Regions from separate parts of the Ovis aries genome. Here region 1 is linked to region 2. The links are chromatin contacts, called in public Hi-C maps. All regions are on one chromosome and are shown on one strand. The core of a region is the stretch at or near the end of the contact, and the rest is flanking DNA. Distances in the headings are between cores, read along the strand shown.

Region 1 (5,712 bases), core at 1,806-4,305, 330 kb after region 2:
ATTGAATTTAGTAATGCTTCACCATCATCGGTGTTCTGTAATTCACTGTTTGACATGGGAGCTCTAATTTTCACTTATGTAAATAATAGTACAATGAACATCATAAGAATTATTTTTTAAATGGAGAACATGACCAGATTTGAACCTTTGAGGGCTAGACTAAGGGTAAGCATATGCTTTATTCTGTTTGCACATGGAGTGATCCAAAAGACAACAGGAAATTTGAAGAAACAAATTCGAAAAGAGAGAAACATAAGAAGCAGACAAAACAGACTGAAGAGAAGACCAAAATCATAAATTTCAGTTCAGAGTTATACAAGAAAATGTCACTGAAAATGACATTTGGCCAACATCCCAGTAGCAGCCACTCTTTGCTCCCAGAAAACTATCCACTCCTCACAAAAAACAAAGATGTAAAACATAAAATCACTTAAGTAGATAATCTATCAACAGGGACCCTCAAATTACCTTTGAAAATATTCAACAAGACATAACTTAAACACATCTAGGAAAAATCACAGAGTTGAGGAATAAACAGATTATTTGGGAAAACACTGATTTTTAGAAAAGGCACAGGTGACCATATCGATTTCAGGTAAAAGAGTGTATAATTCAGTTGACTTGAAATGTCTGTTGGAAAATATAAATTTCCCTAAGTGATACCAGAAGTAGTAGCCTGTAAATAGATTCACAATCAGGTTGATGGAAACAAATAGCCCCAGGTCATTCACCTTAAAACCTAAGTAAAGAAACAAACAGTCGGCCAACCAGAGATGTAGAATTGGTATAGAATTTAAAAAGGCTCAAGAGACAGTTTTCTATGACAGTTAACCTGGGGTATCCTCTAGTGCACATTAATGAAGTCTCCTTTATGTACAGTTGGGAAAGTCCCCTGGAGGAGGAAATGGCAACCCACTCCAGTAGTTTTGCCTAGAAAATCCCATGGACAGAGGAGCCTGGCGGGCTACAGTCCACGGGGTCGCAAAAAGTCGGACACGACTGAGGGACTAATAATATATACTATAAATATATAATAAAGAGAAATTAAAAAGCTCCAGAATCAGATGCTCTATCTAATACATACATAAAGGTGCAAATGCACCCAATTCATGTCTTACATAATTCTATAATTTCCTTTTCATTAAAGGAAAACATAATCATAGCACTCCAAAAACAATATTAGAATATTCATATGAAAAAATAAGGTATTTTTTGAATTTGCATATTTTTTCAATGTTTTTATCAACCACCCATAAGTGCCTTGTATTTTAAACTCAGAGTTGGACGATTTTTCAGTTGTGAAAACTTGGGTAAATCACTACATCCTTAGTCCACGGTTTCCTAATTCATACAGTTACTGTCTGAATTTAAATACGATTAAATACGAAAACATTTTGTTAATTTTTTTAGCCCCGCGGGGGTGGGGGTGGAGATGGGGGTGAGGATTGAATCTGGGCCCTCAGCAATTAAAGAGTGAGGTCCTAACCACTAGACTGTTAGGGAATTCCCTAAATGCGTGAACATTTTAAGCAGCAAACACAGTGCCAGTAACATAGAAAGGATCCTTGGGGCGGGCGCGGTGGGGGGGGGGGTGCGGAGGCGGGTCATCTTACAAACCAGCAAATTAATAATAACACTTACTGAATTTAAGTGACAAGATTTTAGACCTGCAAAATAGGGAAATTAACCTGGGCTGGAGAAACCGGGTGGGGCTTGGAAAGTAACAAAACTGAAAGAGGCAGGCAAAAACGGATGAGAACCCAAGAGGGCTTCAGGTTATGAGTAAAGGGACAGTTACGGAGTCACACTGAAGACCTCACTTGGAATGACTGGAGAGGAAGATCTGTGTCCGGGGACGTGGGAAACTGAAGTTGAAAAGGTAGATGGGGCAGGCTACTAAAGGTGCCAATAAACAAGCCAAGGAGTTTAACTTTTATTTATGGGCTAATGGGAGTCCTGAGCATTTCTGAGCGGTGTGGCATCCGGGAAATTAACCTAGCCGCAGGGCGTCTAGACTAGTTGGGGGAGGGGGGGGGAGAAGGGGTTTTAGGGAGTTGGATCGGTCTGGAAACATGGCACGTGAGGCGGTGTGGGATCCGGCCGCAGGGCCGGGAGCAGAGGACGTGACAAGCGCCAGGGTCCCTGTGCATCTTTGCCAGTCGCTGTGGCGTCGCGTATGGCTCTGCAGTGACTGTGGGTTTCTCCTTTTATGTGGTCCCGGGTGGTTTCTGGTTCAGAAAGGTGAGAGTGCTGAGCACAGCTCCGCGCTCAACTGCTGAGGAATTCTGAGCAATCTGGTTTGGGACACAATTTCACTTCAGAGTACATGGATAAACTCTGTCCTCAAAGGGGAGAACACTGAATTCGCATCCAACCTGAGGCTGTGCGGTTAGACTCACCGGGTTCACGCCAGCTCTGCCACCTGCTGCCTGCAGCCTCGGGCCACTGCCTCGGTGTAGGAGATGAACTCTACGTGTCCCATACCAGCCAAGTGTTCCAAGGAGGCGAGGAGAGACGCTCCTAGTAAGTGCCAGGCGCGTGACACGCTTTAGCTTCTTTCCCTCGCTTTTTTCCCCCCTACTGTTACTTTTAAAATTGAGATCTCCTTTTTTTGTTAATAACCTTGAAACAGACAACCTTTTGGCAAAAACAAAGCTAAGGCTAAACCCGAAGAAAGGAATTAAAACGAAGAAAGTTCTTGTCTTGTCCGCTAGCAAGGTATGACAGCTGAGCCGCGCACGTGAGAAGATGCGCGGGGAAACGCGCGAGGAGATGTGCTTGGGGCGCGGAGCAGTCCGCTCACTACAGAATGGACACGTGCGGGCGCACGTGGGAGAGTCCGCGAGGGGCGGTGCTAAGGACCTGAGCACATGGGGCTGCACGCGTGGTAGCGCACGAGGGAGGTTGCGCGTGGTGCTTTGGATAAGGGCACCTGGGGCTGAACGCGTGGGAGGTGCACGTGGCAGGGTGCGCAGGATAAGCGCACGTGGGGCTGCGCGCGTGAGAGGCGCACGAGCGGCGCCAGGCAGCCTGGGTTTTGTTTCGCGGTCGCCTTGACGACCGGGCAGCCTGCAACGGCGCTGCGGCGAGTCGTTGAGGCTGTGAGCCGAGCCAGGTCTCTTGCGGACCTCCCCTGACTGGGCCGGGCCGGGCCGGCGCCGGAGAGAGTACCAGCCCCATCCGAACGGGGACTATGAGAAAATGGTCGGGCAAACGAGGAATAAGCTCAGAGGTGCGGCTTCAGAGCCGTCGCACTCTCTCCGCTCCACGCAGTCTAGACGGCGGCGCCGGGCCACAGGAACTGGGGAGCGGGAGTTGGAGGAGGAGCCGAAGAAGGAGGTGAAAAGGCCGGAGCTGCCTTTGCGCACACGCAGGAGGAACCTGCCAGGGGGCGCCCGGAATTATTCGCCGCGGAGGATCCGAAACCTGAAAACGCAGAACTGCGTGCCAGTGGAGATGGTCACAAGGCCCGATTTTCTGAACGGCCGCTTTCCGTTTCTCAGCTCTTTGCTGGAGCAGCTCTGGGACAAGGCTCAAGTATTGCAAAGACGTCAGGTCTCGGGCAGGGGGGCCATCGGCATAGGTGAGCGGAACCGACCGAGGAAAGCCCCTTGCTGGAGCCCCGACAGCTCCGAGACCAGCACTCCCGGGAGGCTAGGCTCACAATGGAGAGACCCGTGTACCCTCTTGAGCCTAGGGTTGGACGTGGTTTCCGTGAATCTTGAATATCAGTTTAACAAGCAAGTTTGGCAGCAATAATGGCGAGTTCCAGTATCTGGAAAATCGCTGACAAGAATTCCGAGCCCCCTTAGTTCTTATTTTAAAACATTTTCAAAGGTTTGCAGGCACAGTGATAACTTCATGTGTCACCAACAAAATGTCATCTTAAGGCAGCCATTTATCCCTAGTAAAAATGGTAGCTTTGGGGGAGGGGGAGGTCAGACTTTATATTTTTCTGCACCTTGAATGAAGCAAAATAATGTGTTGGTTTTAATGAGTTGAGAATCTTTCACAGGGGAAATAGGATCAAATTAGGCAATATATTTCTCCATGTTGGTATCTATTTACTTTCATCTTGCTGAGGAGCTTGATGCCTAAATTGCTTTCTTATTTAAGCCCTTGAAAGGTTTTTCTTTATTTGCATTCCTAATTTTAGAAGATGTAAATTTTGCTGTTTCATTAAGATCAATTTTGAGCCTAGTCCTTGCTCATACTGGCTGCTGTTGTATATTGAAACACAGATAGATGTCTCCTAATGTAAGCTGTGATTTCTTTTCCATTGTAAGTTGATTGCTGATATTAAAGTAGAATGGATCTCCACATCTGGAGCATGTAGACAATACTTGAGAAATAATAGGGGTTCATATTTAGATTTTGTCAGATGTCTAGTTACGGAAAATGTGGGATTTTAATTGGGACCAAAAAAGGTAATATTTGAATGTGTGGAGCAAAGAACAAGTATTAGAGGCCTATAGAACAGCATAATCAGAGCCATGGAAGTAAGAAAATATGAAATAAAAGTAAGGGTACAAAAAGAGAACATAGAGTGTTCAAAAAATTGGTTGGGACCAGCCGTGGGGAGTCTAATTCAAGTCTACATTTAAGGCATTTGAACTTCATTCAGTAGGATGGCACTGATGGATTCTTTTCTTTAGGAAAATAAATTTTTTTTTTTAACGAGGTGAAAGGCACATAACAAAATTAACCATTTTTAAAGTGAACAGTTTTGTGACATTTAGTACATTCTGTTGATGTTGACATTAAATGACTTAAATAGAGTGACACGATCAGAAGTGTGCTTCAGAGATTGATTTGACAGCAGTGTGTAAAATGGACTGGATATGGACTGAGGTAGAAAAAAACAGTTGTATGCTAGAATCTAGACGATAGTAGTCTTTTTAATATTTATTATTTTATTTTTTGGTGGTAATAAGTCTTCGTTGCTGCATGTGGACTTTCTCTAGTTGGGGTGCACTGGCTTCTCTTGTTGGGGAGCACAGGCTTTAGGCACCAGGGCTTCGGTAGTTGCTACATGTGGGCTCAGTAGTTGCAGCTTCCAGGCTCTAGAGCACAGGCTCAGTAGTTATGGTGCTCAGGCTTAGTTGCTCTGCAGTGGCATGTGGGATCCTCTGGGGCCAGGGATCAAACCGATGTCCCTGCATTGCAGAGTGGACTCTTAACCACTGGATCAGGGAAGCCCCAGGCAGCAGTGACCTTAATGAGGGCAGTGACAGTAGGAATGGAGAAGAGAAGTCAGAGGTGCATGTTGATGGAAACATGTTGAGAGGAACTGGGTAGGTGATGAGGTAGGAGAGAAAAGGAATGTGATGAGAGGAAGAGAGAACATTTGGTCAGGCATGAGGAGTGTAGACTTGGGAATTATTCATGTAGAAGTGAGTTGAAACATTAACATTGAATGAGATTTCCAAGATAGAAAAGAGAGCAAAGTAAAGATACTTGGGAAAACCCCTGCATACTTTGTTTTAAGAGAGAAGAGAAAAATAAAAAACAGAAGCATATAAAAACAAAATGGTCAGAAAATGGAAGAATTGGCAGGTTGGTATGATGAGTCTTGATAGAGAAAGAAATCTGAGGATCTGGTGAAATTCTACAGAGAGATTGGAAAGCAGGAAAATTGAAAGAGACTGTTGATGTTGATAAATGAAGGGTCATCGGTCATTTAAAAGAGTTATAGGAACTTTATACAAGTTG
Region 2 (5,419 bases), core at 2,572-5,071:
AGATTGTGCAAAAACCTTAGCAAAGTGTGTCCAAACTGTGGTCAATGGTGAATGAACCCTGGCTAGGCAGAAGTCTAGAAGTGGATACCTAAGAGGCTAGCAGTGACTGTCCTGTTTGGTGGCACTCTGGGGGACTTTTTTACTTTCCTCATCATATCTTATGTTAGAATATGTTATGATTTTCCTGCAACACCTGGGTTTTATCAAGACACAGTTGGAAATTATTTCCTCTTTAGAACTTCTCTAGTTACTCAGTTGGTAAAGAATCCGCCTGCAACGCAGGAGACCCCGGTTTGATTCCTGGGTCAGGAAGGTCCCCTGGAGAAGGGATAGGCTACCCACTCCAGTATTCTTGGGCTTCCCTTGTGGCTCAGCTGGTAAAGAATCCTCTTGCAATGAGGGAGACCTGGGTTCGATCCCTGGGTTGGGAAGATCCTCTGGAGAAGGGAAAGGCTACCACTCTAGCATTTGACCTGGAGAATTCCATGGACTGTATAGTCCATGGGGTGACAAAGAGTCGGACTCTTTCACTCACAGAGCTCCCCTAACTTGCCTGGAAAGAGTCTCCAGTGCCTTACACTTCCATCAGTACCCTGTACTTGTCCATGACATAGTTGGCATGGCTGGCGATGGCTCATTTGCCGGCCTGCTTTCCACACTGAATCCATGGTTCTGTGGATCTCTGTTTCCCCAGGAATTTGCCCAGCACTTGGCATTGAGAGTGTGGTGGCCTGTCTGTGCTGGTTCCTTTGACATGAACGAGGCTTGTTTCACTAAGAATCGCCTGGGCACTGCATCTCTGAAATTCTGTTTAATGTTTATAAGATTTTAGAAAATACACACTTTCAAGAGATACATATTCTCCCACTGAAAATCACTGACAGTCAAGCTGCTCCCTGTTGAGATGATGTATGCGGGTAGATCAGCAGTAAAGAATGCACAGGCAGCTGGGCCTCTGTGAGCCCTGGGAAGCAGCCTTTCACTCCCTCTCAGCTCCCTGGCTCCCTGGGGACTCCTTGTTCAACCGACTGAATAAGCATTTTCTGAGTCTTTAAACATGCAGTGCTGCTCGCTCAGACTTAGGCAGGTCAGGACTCCTGCCTCTCTCATAGCTCCAACTGTCCCCTTGCTTCCTGAGAGGAGCCCCTCCAAGCCCAGCTCCCCAAGGGCTCAGGACCATCCTGGTGGGCTCATTTGAGAGCAGAGTTCGGGCCTGTGTGCGAGGAGGCCTGGGAGACCCAGGTGCCTCATCTGGGTGCAAGAAAAGTGATTCTTTCCAAGCAGGACATGTTTTGGTTTTATTCCTTACTTTAGGTGGACACTTTAAAATTATACATATGTCCATTTCCTTACTTTGGAAAATAAGAGTATAGATAGAGTATAGGGAATGAAATTTAACCCCTTTAAAATTTCACTTTGGGTTATCTTAAGATTCAGTGAGATTTCTGAAATGAAAAATCCTACATACATATGTGTTAATTGAATACATATTAAGGTATAACATAGAAAAGCATGTTTAATTCAATTACAGTATAACAGAATAAATTTAAATACTATAAATTTAATTAATGTATAACATAGTTAAGTAAATCAAGTACACCAATTGTAGCATACGACTTGATAATTTTGACATCAATAAACACATGTCTTACTTCCCTCAGGGCTCAGCGGTAAAGAATTCACCTGCAATGCAGGAGACTCAGTTTCAATCCCTGAGTTGGGCAGATCCCTTGGAAAAGGAAATGACAACCCACTCCAGTATTCTTGCCTGGGAAATCCCATGGACAGAGGAGCCTGGCAGGATACAGACCATGGGGTCGCAAAAGAGTTGGACATGACTTAGGGACTTAAAAACAACAATCGTATGTCTAACTAACACCAAGGTGGAAACATAGGACATCCCAGGATTCCAGAAATTTTCCTCATGCCCCTTCCCAATCTATACTTCAGCCCCAAAGTAACCACTAGGATAACTTCCATTTACAGATCGCATGAAATATTTAGAGTTGACTATATTTTTCTCCAGAAATTATCTTGTCTTCTGCAGTTGTTTTGTTTTATAGCTAAAGCCACATCTTGTGGGTTTTATGGACTTTGTCATTAAGAAGCATGTTGTTTTTTACAACTGCAGAAATAAGTAGTGTTTTGAGGTTTTGGAATTTGATGATTCTTTCAGATTTACTTAATTATTTCTGAGTTACTGTTGTTCTGGTTTCTGGGGAATACTAACATTCAAGGCTTTTATCGAGATAATTCAGCTAGATAACCCAAGTTAAAAATAATAGAAGCTCTTTTCCACAATAGTCTCTAATATTAAAAACTATGTATTTATTCCTTAAAGGATGTAAAATAACTTTAAAGAAAAATAAAATAGACAATAGCAAAAACAAAAAACTAGATGTAAAAGAAGAAAAAAAAAGCAAGGCAAAGAGTGAGCCAAGAGAATTCAGAATGATAAGCATCATTTTGGGGTTTTTAATGTTTGGATTTTCAGATTATAAAGCTGCTTTCATTAGCATTTCTGATTATAAACTATCAATCATCAAAATAATTGAAGTTTGTCTTATGTACAGACTGCTTAGGTAGTATGTTCTTATAGAAATAGGCTGAATTTTCTTCATAAAAATTTTCGGATGGAAAGTGTTCATAAGGGCATGAATCCAAGTGAACTGTTGGAAAAGACAAATTGATTTCTACTTTGGGCATAACTGTCCTGCCTAACAAAATGCCTCAGGCTTCTCTTTATTCCTTGCTGGCAAATTCTATTCTAAGTATGGGAACATCTCTTAATTAGAACTTTTCAAAGTATGATCTCTGAGATTCTCCCTATTTGTAAATGTTGCTCCCACTGCTGTTGGTTGGTGGGACCAGGTATCTCAAGGATGAGAGGCCATGCATTTTATCCCACCAGGCTGTACCTACCAGATCTGCTAGGTAGGTCTGCTGCACCTACCATTGTGTCTGGTAGGTAGGTAACAGGCCAGGAAACACTGCTGTATGTTAGATGAAGGAATGACCCTCATTCCTTGCACACAAAAGGAGCTGGGAATGATCTGTCCCAGCACATGACTCTCCTCCCTTGCCTGCCCTGAGAGGTCTGATAAAAGCGTTTCCATCGGCCTGAACACATCTGTGCACATCTGTTACTAAGTGCATTAACATGCTTCTCATTTTGCTTTTATCATAAAATGTGGTCCATCAGGCAGAGTTCTTATGACATAAGTGCTATTGACTTCACTTTTGGGAAGAAAAGTCTATTTTTCAAAATACTAAAGATACATCTAGGAAACCACTGTGAGGCTTTAGTTGCTATAATGAAGAGCCCTCAAATGTTTTGTGCAAAATGTCCTGTAAACCACTGGGCACATCTCATTGTCAGGGTGAACATAATCCTACAGTTACATTGTTGTTGATATGGAGTTACTGAAAATGGGCCCACTTTTCTGTATTCTTTAATGAACATTCAACTTTACAGAGGAAACATCTACTTCATACCCCCTCCCTCCCCAACACACACGTTTGGTCAAGATCACATCTCTCTACTCACTCCCGTAAGACAAAAATAAAAGGTCTGCCTGTAAAAACCATGCTCTCACTGCGAAATGTCCATCTGAAGTAAAGAAGGTGCTTCACTGCATCCCCCAGTCCCTCTGTCCACGGGCTGCTCTCCGTGTGCAGTAACACAAGCATCCTGTAGGTGGCTCTGCCTCCCCATTAGCTCCTACCCAAAAGTGGCCGCAAATCTCTAAGCGCCAGTCCTAGTTCTACTGGAGCTTCAGCCAGGGGCTCTGAAATGTGTACCCAAACCTTACTGGTCTGGATATTAGTGCATGCAGCTCACACAGAAGAGAAAGCCATTAGACATTTAAATGACGGGACTCTTGGAAAATTCACTGGTGGGCAGCCCTGGTGTAGTCTCAGTAGAGCTGCAGGCATCGCTTCAGTCTGGTGACGGGAATGGTTCTAAGTGTCAGACCAGTATTTCCCAACATGTACTTTTCAAAACGCAAATCTGGCAAGATTCTCAGTGAGAAAACAAGGCACTGTAGTTAAATAAATTTCGGTAAGGCTGTATGCTGTTCTCTTTGAGTGTCATAAATCATCTTAATATTTTAAAAACTTTGAAAAGTTCTGCAAGAAAAACATCTGTTTAACTTTGCTTAACTTGGGATTTTATGAACTCAAGACCTACTAATATCAAGGAACATTGCGTTCTGTGGAATGCATCCTGTGGAATGACTGATATCTATAATGATTCTGAGGGAAAGGACAAGAAGCTGGGGCCTCTGCACTTTTTTGGGGTGGAAGGAAAGTGCAGCAAAAGCTCTCACCTTTGGCAGCTCTGCCAAGTGACCAAGTATTACAAGAGGGGGAACGTGCGTGTGGACTTTCCAACATATACTAGGAAAACTGCCCAATCCTCTAATTAGGAAAGGGGAAATCCCATTAATTGGGTGTTTCATGTGTGCCAGGCACTGGACTAGAGTCTTTTTATGCACAATGAATGTATTCTTCCTGGCATCTCCTGAGTATATAGAATCTCTACTTTACAGGAGAGAAGACTGATGGGCAGGGAAGCAGGGTCACCAGCTTGAGTTTGCATGCAAACAAGCGGCAGAGCCAAGACTGAAACCGGCTGGCCTCAAATGCTCTTGCTTTGTATTTTATTCTTTAAGACACTACACCAGGGAATTATTGAAAGTGTTTTAGTGAGGAGGTAATTTGGATTGATTTAATTTCAACAATACATGAAGATGTAGAGGAAAGAGTGGATATAACATAGAAGACCTGGGTAAAAATCCCAGGATTACCACTTCTTGGCTGGGTGACCCTTGGGCACAAGTTACTTAACCTCTTTGGGCTCCAATTACCTCTTTCCTAAAATAAGGATTATTTATGGAGAATTAAGTTAGAACTAAGGGTATGGACTAAGTATAATACATATGTACTAAGCTCCAAAATAACTATATAGTCCCATGAGCCGTCCTCACCAGTTACAAGCAAGTAATGGTTGCTCACGTTCTATCTGGGGCTCTGAAGCATTAGGCCTGAAGGGCCAGCAGCAGAGCAATAGAACTCAGGTTGTAACTTCTACACCTCTGTAGAGTGTTGGACTCTTGGATGTTAGCCAGGACCAGGTCAGAGAATAGACCCGAAGCAAGGTCCCAGTTATCAGAGTTAGAGCTAAATTTAGGATACAACTGTGAAAATGAATACTCAACAGGCTCTGGAAAGTAGGGAAGTGAGTAATTATCTGGCAGATTTGATTCATGTAGACAGGCCATGATGATAATTTGTCCAGTTCTCAGCCAAATAACCCTACCATCTCCCCAATATTTTTCTTCTCTGAACCATCTTGGCCCTTACCCCTGGGATCCTTTTTGCATGCTTTACTCTTAGTCGTATGGGGTTTTCTTTT

What was found. A called contact is a pair of places that touch in the nucleus more often than the background predicts.
Region 1: a Hi-C map of tail adipose tissue shows a contact between it and region 2, with 3 times the contacts expected there. The contact joins the promoter of DPY19L2 here to the enhancer-like site in region 2. A contact is called at or near these places in 4 of 16 Hi-C or Micro-C datasets (hypothalamus, liver, muscle and 1 more).

The regions. Positions count from the first base shown.
Region 1 is chr4:63,455,515-63,461,226 of ARS-UI_Ramb_v3.0, forward strand. DPY19L2 (dpy-19 like 2) reads left to right here and starts at 3,056. Exons shown (of 21, transcript XM_060415029.1): 1 at 3,056-3,583. The coding sequence starts at 3,202.
Region 2 is chr4:63,124,755-63,130,173 of ARS-UI_Ramb_v3.0, forward strand. No RefSeq gene overlaps it. Among named protein-coding and RNA genes, the nearest start is that of HERPUD2, 120 kb to the left of the region's middle. Within about 2 kb of position 3,822, at least 4 of the 54 cell types and tissues checked have an H3K27ac peak or open chromatin away from gene starts, as enhancers often do. A contact at or near this core is called in tail adipose tissue, where this site is marked.